Regions from separate parts of the Mus musculus genome. Here regions 1 and 2 are each linked to region 3. The links are chromatin contacts, called in public HiChIP or PLAC-seq maps. All regions are on one chromosome and are shown on one strand. The core of a region is the stretch at or near the end of the contact, and the rest is flanking DNA. Distances in the headings are between cores, read along the strand shown.

What was found. HiChIP or PLAC-seq counts read pairs in DNA pulled down with a chosen protein or histone mark.
Region 1: a contact with region 3 is called in an H3K27ac HiChIP or PLAC-seq map of extraembryonic endoderm stem cells, with 4 times the contacts expected there. The contact joins two enhancer-like sites. A contact is called at or near these places in 2 of 484 Hi-C or Micro-C datasets (myocytes and nephron progenitors) and 4 of 115 datasets of contacts at active chromatin or transcription factors (embryonic stem cells, extraembryonic endoderm stem cells and trophoblast stem cells).
Region 2: a contact with region 3 is called in an H3K27ac HiChIP or PLAC-seq map of extraembryonic endoderm stem cells. The contact joins two enhancer-like sites. A contact is called at or near these places in 1 of 115 datasets of contacts at active chromatin or transcription factors (extraembryonic endoderm stem cells) and 1 of 9 other capture datasets (embryonic stem cells).

What each region holds. Positions count from the first base shown.
Region 1 is chr14:99,334,957-99,338,455 of GRCm38.p6, forward strand. No RefSeq gene overlaps it. Among named protein-coding and RNA genes, the nearest start is that of Klf5, 38 kb to the left of the region's middle. Within about 2 kb of position 1,410, at least 8 of the 459 cell types and tissues checked have an H3K27ac peak or open chromatin away from gene starts, as enhancers often do. A contact at or near this core is called in extraembryonic endoderm stem cells, where this site is marked.
Region 2 is chr14:99,262,500-99,266,136 of GRCm38.p6, forward strand. No RefSeq gene overlaps it. Among named protein-coding and RNA genes, the nearest start is that of Klf5, 34 kb to the right of the region's middle. Within about 2 kb of position 1,597, at least 18 of the 459 cell types and tissues checked have an H3K27ac peak or open chromatin away from gene starts, as enhancers often do. A contact at or near this core is called in extraembryonic endoderm stem cells, where this site is marked.
Region 3 is chr14:99,479,939-99,483,390 of GRCm38.p6, forward strand. No RefSeq gene overlaps it. Among named protein-coding and RNA genes, the nearest start is that of Gm41230, 40 kb to the right of the region's middle. Within about 2 kb of position 1,718, at least 9 of the 459 cell types and tissues checked have an H3K27ac peak or open chromatin away from gene starts, as enhancers often do. A contact at or near this core is called in extraembryonic endoderm stem cells, where this site is marked.

The sequences.
Region 1 (3,499 bases), core at 160-2,659, 150 kb before region 3:
ATAATTTCATGTCTTGTAGAAAATAATTTTAAAAGGTGATTCAACGACACCTCGTTATTTCTATTTATCACACACACACACGTATATATATATATATATGGATAAACATCTTCTGGACAGATTTTTTTTTCTTTGGTAAAATCAAGATCCAAATTCAAATTTATTTAGAGCTCAGGCGTCATCCTTAGATCATTGGAGGGGATACATGGAAGCTCTCAGTTCAGGTGGCTGAAGAGTGGGTCCTGCCATTGTCTGTCTCTGGAATGAGTGAGGGGACCCTTGAGTCTAGGTGTTTCAGCCTGTGCAGACTCGAGAGCTAGGGCCACTTTGTAGGCAAATGATAGCCCCCGTGACGTTGACTATTCGTATTGAAAATTCAATTGCAGGTGTATTTGCAAATTGGATTTTGAGGGGGAAGTTTAAGTAAATCCTTTTGAAAATGAATCCCTCCAAGGAGTGAGAAATAAAGCAACAAGAAGAAAGGTGACAATCAAAAACCTGTTAAAATTTAATTTTCAGAGAGGAACCTGAGTGCTTAATGACATCTCTGCTTTCATAGCAAGGTGTTTAAAAGTCATCTCTTGTCAGTTGCTTCCTTGGTAAATGTCAGAGGCAGAAGCTTCAGTTCCCTGTACTTCAGAGATCTCAATCGCAACCATTCTGAAATGCTTGCAATGAGCTGGTGGTGCAGTTGGGAAGTGGGTAGGTTCAGCTCCGGCCCATCCACGTTTCTCTGGAGGAACGTGCAATGAAAGACTGGCCTCATGATGTCCGCCGCCTCTGTCTGCCCCTCCCATGCTTCTTCGTGTCCACATAACTTTTATTTGCTTTTCAAAGTCCTCAAAATGATGGCCAAGAAAAGGCTAAGCCAGCCAGCCATCTTAAAGCCTTAGAAGCTGGCATGGCCATGAAGTTGTGTGTCTAAACTAAAGAAAGACATTACTCTTACTTAAGTCACTCTTTGGCTCACATTCCTAGATGCCTCTCTGAGCGGGGTGTGTGTGTGTGTGCGCGTGTGTGTGTGTGTGTGTGTGTGCGTGTGTGTGTGTGTGTGTGTGTGTATGTGTGAGTGTGTGTGTCTGTGTGTGTGTGTGTGCGTGTGTGTGTGTGTATGTGTGAGTGTGTGTATGTGTGTGTCTGTGTGTGTGTGTGTGTCTGTGTGTGTGTGTGTGTATGTGTGAGTGTGTGTGTCTGTGTGTGTGTGTCTGTGTGTGTGTGTGTGTGTGTGTGTGTGTGTGTGTGTGTGTGTGTACCGGTCCTTGTTTTGACTTTTACTTCCACTGCCTTCTTTCTCTAAAGCTCTTTACCGTAACTCTTCTGTTTCATGCTGAACCTCCTTTATTCCCTCTTCACGTCTCCACTGTCACAGCTAGACAAGAGAGCAGTGCAGATAAAGACCCAGGGGCGGCAGGAACCTAGATAGAATGTTTTGGTGCGACTGTGAACGCAAGGAGAGCCACGGTTGATGGGCTCCACGGTCTTAGCCTTCTGCTCTGCAGTTGACCTTGTTCATAGGTCTGGTGGCTCAGGATCCAGGACTTCTGTCACCTCCAGGATGAATGGCGCAACTTAAATTGGGAAAGCATGAAATTACCCAGCTTGAACATATCAACTGCTTTATAAAATAATCTGCAGTGCTCTCTTTTACCGCTGGGTTTGACCAGCGAGGTTGTGATCTTATTTGATTTCTGCCGGATTCTCTGAATTGTGGTGGCTGAACCTGTTTAAAAAAAAAAAAAAAAACATGCCACATGGAGATATGTTTTCTGAAAGCACCACTTAATGTTTGTAGACTTGTAGACTCATGGGTTTCTGACTGGGTGTGTACACAGAGACCCCTCCTATGTAAACACATACATTCTAAATATACCTGAGAGCTTCAAGCAGCTCTTAACATCATATGACAAGAGGAACATTTGTTAATCAGAAACATTACAACCTATTCATACTTACTGTTTGATTATTCCTTTACTGACCTCTGAGGTCCCATTGTTGATTGAATTAGTTATAGTAACTTATATTTATTTTAGCAACCAGCTATTATAAATGCAAACCCTTCTTATCTCCAGGTGATTGATAGGCACATTAAGAAGTTGTTCAACAGGTTAGTTTGAAGAAAATGCCTAAATCCTGAAAGCTCAACCCCCCCCCTTTTCTTTTATCAGTTAAGAGTGAGAGTTAAGCTCACATAAGCCCATAGTAACAAAAAATTGTATTTCCAGGGTAGAGCATTGTCACTTCTTTCAATTTGATTCTACTGAGAGCAGAATATATCAGATTTTAGGAGTATCCTATTGGAGATTTAAATGTCTTTTGGAAAGTTGAAACCAATTGCTTTCTGGGTGTTGGCCAAAGAAGATACAGTGGGAGGGTTGTTATGAAGCCAGTGACAGTCATGAAGCTATTTGCTGGAAGGACTCAACAGGATCTGTGTGTGTGGTGTGTGTGTGTTTCTCCTTCCTAATTTGTTGTTTTTGCATAAAGCCTCCATTTTGCAAAGGCTCTCAGCTGAGCAAAATGGCATAATTTAGCATCACAAACGCCTGACATTTTCCTCCTGGTGTAAGTACTCTTTAGGTTTGTTTTTTGTTTTTTGTTTTTTTTCCTTAAACAAAACATAAGCACAGTAGAGTTAGGTGAATTGCCCATGATAGGTGAGCGACAGGGTTCAAAGCATCTTTGTCGCAATCTAGTTTTTGGTACACAGTCCCATTAGGACTCCTCAGCCAGACCTGGCAGTCATTTTGCTTTGTTAATGGTTCTTCCTGAGTACACAGGTATTGCAGCAGGTGCACAGGAACGTCCAAATAGCATCGCAATGAGTAAGCAAAAACAAGTGACTGAAACGGTCTGAAAAGACTCGGAATAATCTTGCTAGAAAATTCTGTTGTGTAACCCTTCGGCTTCCAAAGGCTGTCTGGTGGTGGGTAAGGGAATTTCCAAACACCTCAGTTTCTGAGAGTGACTTTTTGTATAGAGTGATCCTTCTGCCTCAGCCTCCCAAGTGCTAGGATTATCGTCCCTGGCTTTTTTAGAGAAGGAAAGAATCTCAAATGAAAAAGAAATTGTTTTGGGGCAGAGACTGAAGGAATGACCATCCAGAGACTGCCCCACCTGTGGATCCATCTCATAAACAACCACCAAACCCAGACACTATTGTAGATGCCAACAAGAGCTTGCTGACAGGTGGCTGATAAAGCTGTCTCCTGAGAGGCAGAAGTGGATGCCCACAGCCATCCATTAAACTGAGCACAGAGTCCCCAATGAAGGAGCTAGAGAAAGTACCCAAGGAGCTGAAGGGGTTTGCAACCCATAGGGGGAACAACAATACGAACTAACCAGTACCCCCAGAGCTCCCTGGGACGAAACCACCAATCAAAGAAAACATATGGTAGAACTTGTGGCTCTAGCTGCATATGTAGCAGAGGATGGCCTAGTTGGTCATCAATGGGAGGAGAGGCTCTTGGTCCTGTTAAGGTTCTATGCCCCAGTGTAGGGG
Region 2 (3,637 bases), core at 347-2,846, 220 kb before region 3:
TGTCTCTAGGCCTATACATTCCCGAAGCCTAGAAGTCCTTTCTCTGTTTCCTGTTATACTTTTTGTTTGCTTGCTTGAGAACTGTTCTCGCGTAGCTCCTCCTGGCCTTGAAAACTCTATACCCAAAGTGGGCCTTGAATTCCCGATCCCGCACCTTCATTGCAAGTGCTGGGATTGCCACCACTGTGTCACCATACCTAGTTTTTTGGGGTTTTGTTTTTTTTCTTTTTTGTAAGTCTGAACAATTTTCAACTAATATTTTCAGGGAGGAGATGGGACAGGTGTTAAAAGGAACAGCTTGGATCCGTGCAGAAACTATATATTAATTACAGAATGGAAAGAGAGGAGAGAGAGGGAAGCGACCATGCATGCGTGCATATAATACATTCTGAATGTATTATATGTAAAAAAAAATCTTCAGTAAAATATTTTTATTTAATCTTTGAAAATTATATATAAACATATATGTATGTACCTTAAAGATAATTACTCCTACTCCACCTCCCAGGACCCTTGAAGCTTCATCTCATGTACTCACGATGAATATTGCCCCACATTGTAAGAAATAGATTTGAAAAATAGAAAAAAATACAATTTAAGTAATTATAGCCTGAAAGCCAGTAGGTCATGTTTTAACAAAAAAACAAAACAAAACAACAACAACAAAAATCAAACCTTTTTAGCCAGGTACAGTGGGGCACTCCTATAATCTCAGCATTTGCGAGGCAGAGGAAAAGATCACAAGTTCAACACCAGCCTGGGCTTACATGGTGAAGACTTTAAAAAACAAAACAAAACAAAACTCTGTAACTGGCCAGACAGATAGATGACAGTTGCCCTTTACCAGGGCTGTTTTTATCATTGCTGTAATTGATTTGATCTCATCAAGAAATTGCATATCGGTGACACATTTTTTTAAATGGTTTACTAGTGGGCCAATGAACTTTTTTTTTTTTCTGAAACATTGCAGAAAACATTTCTCCCCTTCCAGACCAGAAGTGCCCATTGCCTTAAAGGCTGGTGTACCATCCTTGTATATGAGATTGACGATGTCGCCTTATCCTTGGCTACAAAGTGAGAGTCTGTCTCATAAAACAAACAAATGGGGGTGATGAGGAACCCACTAATATCAAGAATTTTCTTTTGTTTTTAAAAACACTGCAGACCGCTCCCCCAACACACACACACACACACACACACACACACTCGCTCGCGCCCTTTGAAATACTTGCTTGGCCTAACTTTGCTAAGTACACTTCCGCTCGGACTCCCTTAAAGCGCTCTGTCGTATGGACTAAACAGGTGAAAGGCACACACATAGCCAAAGAACTTCGCAGGGAACTGAGTCTTGTTTTAGGCCATGCTGACCCCAAACCTGTGATCTTTCTTCCTCTTTTCTGAGGGCAGAATTAGTAGGCACTGGGCTACTGCACTCAACAAAAGAATTCTATACACTCACCCCTATACTTGAGGTTGAAGCCAGGCTCCAGAGCACGCAAGATAAGAGTTCTATCTTTGGGCTATAGCACACCGCACCCCCTCTTTGAATTGAAAAAGAACATTAGAAATTTGTTGGCAAAACCAGAACATGGGCTTATCAGTAGCGGAACAGTTGCCTAGCCTAGCACGTAGGAGTCCTGACTTGCCATTCTCTGCCCCTCGGGCTCCACCAGAAGAAGGCAAAGTGAACCCTGAGCCTTGCCATTGTTACAGAAATACAGCAGTACACCTCAGTCCACACAGTTTCATTCAAGTTGAAACTAAAGACAGGACAGTAAAGAGCTCCAAAAATATTCATATTTATAAAACCCTTTTCACGTGTTTCTTTTAATTTTTGAGGGAGAGGACAAGGCCCCATGTAACCGGGATTGTACCAAACTCTACAAAGCCAAGGATGACCTTGAACAACGGATTCCCTAGCGTCTACTTCCCAAACTAGAGATTACAAGTTTGCCAAACCCACTGGCATCCTTGACTCTGCAGTCTAGGCTCAGTCTCCTAGGGGCTAGAATTACTAGTGTGTGCAGTCACACATTTTTTTTTTCCAAACAAATTTTCACACATTCTTTGGGGGCAGAGTATGAGGGGAAAGAAATCATATTATGGATAAAATATGTCTAGCTCTCCAAGATAACAGGGGCATTTTTCAGCTCAAATATGGCTGGGTGACAATGGTTGTGATATCTCCTTTGTGTGCGTTCCCGCTTACATACAATGCCTGTGGCCTGGCTGATACTTGCTTCTCCAGCCTTATTGCACATCTGGTCTCTACCGGCATTGTCTCTGGGTCAGCTAGTATCACTTTTTCTGTGACTGACTCACAGAGGCCTGGAGGTCTCCAAAGGGAGGGATAGGGTCTCGTGACCACAGAACCCCAGGAAAGGGAAGGACCTGGGGGCCTTTCTAAGACTAAAGTGTAAAGTAGATGCTTTTGTTCTTCCTGGAACCTTTGTTGGTAGCTATCATTGTTTGTCTGGGAGCCAGAATTAACAAAAATTTTAGACCAGGAGACATTCTTCTCATATTTCTAGTTTCTATTTTGAAGCAATGGTTAGTATTCCTAAAGAAAAGCCACAACGAACTGATATTAAGTGCCTGCCTCTCTTAGAAAGCAAGGGGAATACTAGGCAGTGGTGGCGCACGCCTTTGATCCCAGCACTTAGGAGGCAGAGCCAGGTGATTTCTGAGTTCGAGGCCAGCCTGGTCTACAGAGTGAGTTCCAGGACATCCAGGGCTACACAGAGAAACCCTGTCTTGAAAAACCAAAAGAGAGAGAGAGAGAGAGGGAGGGAGAGAGAGAGAGAGAGAGAGAAAGAAAAGGAAGCACAGGGAAACATAAGGAGTCTGTTTTTGTTTTTTGCGGGGGGGTGGGGGTGGGTTAGTTGGTAGGTGTAGTTTCTAAACCTAACAGAAAGTCCTATCAACCCTAAAAACACGTGTTTGTGAATGCTTCATAGCCACCTTCCCACGAGAATGGGTGCTAGTTTCATGAGATGGGGAACCCAGGATTTCGAAGTAAGACTTAATAAAAGCTTTTACAATGACCAGCCTCCCTCCACCCAGGCTGACTCCAAGAGATGGCCTGCTTTTCAAAACCTAAACCTTTGGAGGTCAGCCAATCAGCATCATTCCTTCCTTCCACTCTTCAGTTTCTGTTTTCCAGGGGTCCCTCGGACTTTCTGCCGCCTGGGTCTAAGGCTTCCACCGCACACACGGTGACGAGAAAATAGGCTGGAGATATAACATGGTAGTCAAAATCTAGCTTTACCAAGCACTCTCTCCAGGGTATATTTTTGCCAAGGCAACTTTTTCATTTCATAGGGTTCGGGTGGACAGCCCCGCCCCTGCCCACGGTCACCACACCATCTCACTTGTTTCTTCCTCTCCGGTCACACGCGGGTCTTCGCCTGGAACCTAGGAAGCTTCACTCAGTGACATCACACGTCTCTACTCTAATCCAGCATATTTGTTACTTTCTTTACTGGTGTGAAAACCACCCGACACATGCTGACACAGGCAATTTAAGGAAGGGCTAATTTTAGCTCCAGGTTTGAGTTCGTCCTTCACTTGTGGTGGAAAGCGGGGCTGCGTCCACAGTCAGGAAGCAGATGTCTATGAATGTTGGCGTTCATTCTCT
Region 3 (3,452 bases), core at 468-2,967:
GCAAGAACATACTAATATGCCTGGTGACTGGTTGCTGTTCCTCCTCTCCCTCCTCCTCTCCCTCCTCCTCCTTTCCCTCCTCCTCCTCTCCCTCCTCCTCCTGTTCTTCCTCCTCCTCCTCTCCTTCCTCCTCCTCTCCCTCCTCCTCCTCCTCCTCTTCCTTCTCCTCTCCCTCCTCCTCCTTTCCCTCCTCCTCCTTTCCCTCCTCCTCCTTTCCCTCCTCCTCCTCTCCCTCCTCCTCCTGTTCTTCCTCCTCCTCCTCTCCTTCCTCCTCCTCTGCCTCCTCCACCTCCTCCTCCAGCTATCTGCAAATTATCACTGTGCTTCGGTTAGTCCCGCTGGGTATGAAAGGAGGGGCGGAATTAACTGTCTTTTCCTTCCCTGGAGTATTTTATCCATAGCCACACGCCTGCATGAAAAATAGAAATCACTTTTTGTTTCTCAAAGAGAAAAACACAACAAACCAAGGAAGAACTGCATTGAAGTGTGTGAGGAGGCGAAGGAAAGGAAACAATTCTATGATATTTGTTTTTCAACAAGGGCTCACATCTGTTTCTAATTCCACAGATTATTGACACATCTGGATGTTTGGCCTTAGGAACTGTACGTTGCTACAGTGGCATTTATGTTTTTGAATCAGCTCTTCAGACCACCCTGGAACTTCAGCAGCTTGTCTGGAGAGAAGGCTGTGGCCCTCTAAATAAAGTTACCTTCTGGCACTCTATGGCCAGTGCAAATGGGACACTGTCATCTCAGGTTTTATAAATTGTGCTTTTTGCATTTTTGACACCTGCAGGAAAAAGAAGACCAAAGCCAAATGCCTAAACAGCTTGACGGTGACAAATTATCACAGTCAGATCAAGCTATCAGGGGGACATTGGAGATGGCTATAAGATTAGCCACGCTGACTGACTGAGGTCACCCTAGATCGCAAGAGAAACCAAATACCACAGGGGTGTACAATGAACGAGAACGTGGCTCAACTGGGATGTGATGGGAAGGAATGTACCCCTAACCAGCATAGATAGAAAGAAGCTGTGGTTAATAGTTTACCTCTTGACAGTTTCCTTCTGCAGTCAGGGTTAACTTTTCTCCCCATGTGGTCTGATCGCGGTACTTTACTCTGAGGGAGTGAACAATAGAGACTTCTGAAGAAGATCCAGAAGAGTTTTAGGAAACAGAAGCACTTATTTTTATGGCACATATTTCTCAAGTGAGTGGCAAGATCTTATTAAAAAGCAACAGATGATCTACATCGAAATCATAGTATAAACTGGCAAAACTAAAACAAAACCCTCCTATAGTTACTTAGTCCAAAGGTACAGTGGAAATAATTAAATGCAGAAAGCGACTTCATCAGAAAGCTTGGGGAAGGAGCTTCTTTCCCTGGAATTCTCAGGGCAGGGTTATTTTTATTTTTATTTTTATTTTTATTTTTTCTTCTTTCCCTTTTCTCCTGTCCCAGCAAGCCTCAAGTTTCCCTCCTGTTGTTGATGGAATTTCACTAGACTGGGTGATGTTGCACTGTGAACTGATGTATGGGAAAAAAAAAAGACACCTGGCTTCCTTATTCTTCAGAGACATTCGGTGCTGTTCAGCTTTGAAAGGGAAATGATCACATTCAGAGAATATCTGATCTATCTTAGAAACAAGCCTATCAACGTTGCTGACATTCTCGTCACTATTGTTTGCTTGTTATCTGTTTTGTCACAAAGCAGACACACCTGAAGCATATCAATGCCAGAGACAGCCAGTGGTAAGGTAGGTATACTGGAAGCGCTGAGTATCAGTCTAAATCAATGTATAATGGGCAGGGGAGCCTTAATGTCCAGTGTTTTCATGTAGAGGGCAAAGAATGAATGAGAACTAGGAGGCCCAAATCTAAAGAGCCCACATTGCACAAAAGAGTTATGTAATTAGCAATGTTCTTGATTGTTTCAACTTCTATTTTAAGAGGCTATTAGGCATCCACTGGGATCAATTAATGGCTGTTGGGAATCATTTTATTGCAACTAAATAGAGTGTCATCATAGTATTATACAACATTGACCCAGATAATTAAAAAAAAAACAAAACAATATCACTTCTAATGTCACCTGTAGTCCTGTCATTTTCGAATTTTAGCTCTATGAATGTGTGAGTCACAAAGCTGACCTGGAAAGTTATCGTTGAACCGTGGCATCTAGCTTTGAACCGTGGCATCTAGCTTTTGATCAGTGGTCCTTTCATTGATGCCTTGACCATAGGAGAGAGCTGTGAACATCTGCATTCCACAGAGGACAGCACTGAATCTGAAAGAGGCATTGCCTTTCTTCCAGACAGACATGAAGTCCTGAGAAATAGTGATGGCAGCTAATGAGGGACACGAGGCAGAGGCAGAATGTCTGTCTTTAATGTCTGATTTCTGAAAATGCTCATGGGCACTGAAAACTCCCGCAGTGGTAGAACAGTGTCCTAAGCCATGAAAAGGAGTCCTTCCCAGAAAGCTCCTGTACACATCCAGGATGCTCCAGACAACTATCCCTTGAGCTGTATCTGAGGGACGAGTTTCTTTATCTTCTTTCCAGCTTCTCGTAGTGCAGACAATGAAATGATAGAAATAATCAGGGCACAGAGAAGACCAGATGTGTCCAGAGACAGTTCAGAGAGAAAAGCAAGGCAGGAGGGAAGAGATGGATAGCTGTGGAATGTGGGTGCATCTGTTTTCTCCAAGACTCAGGTCCGTGCAGTGCTTTTCTTATAGGTCCCTTTCCTACTCTAGCTTTTAAATGTAATCAGAGAGCTGGAGGCATATATGTCTTGGGACAGATAGATGCCATTGGGTCCTTAACATGGCATAGTCCTTTATATTTTATATTTGTTTTTAACAGTTATTTGTATGTGTGTGTGTTGAGTACCTGAGAATGGGGGTCAAGGTCGGTCAAGAATCTCTCATGTTCTCTCCTTCCACCTTCTGGGATCTGAGGATGGACCCAGACAGTCAGACATGCATGTAAGCATCTGCATCCGCCTGGCCTCTACCTCCATGTGATCTAGATGAGGAGTGAAGGCTCAGAATAGAGAGCTCTCTAGTCACAACCCAACCCAACACGTGACTTTCTGGTTTTCTGGTCTCAAGTAGATGGAGATAATTACTTAAAATATCTTGATGGTTTAACAAGCTTTCTGTTAGTGTTTACTGTCTACGAACGGCATACCCCATACTGATCTCGATGAACTCGGGAAGGGATGACCACATTTGGCCAGGGGATGCTTTGACACCTACAAACCATGTGGTCAGCAGTGGTCTAGGTGAGACTGGACATAGATGTTCATGCTGTGAAAGTGATTTGTACTTCAGCTTTCTTGGTTAACATGATGGAGTTCATGAAGAAATCATGGTGAGCCTTGCACAGGGAGAGGACGTTGGCCCATCATGCATCCACAGGAAAGGCAGTCCTCTGGGTGCCTTG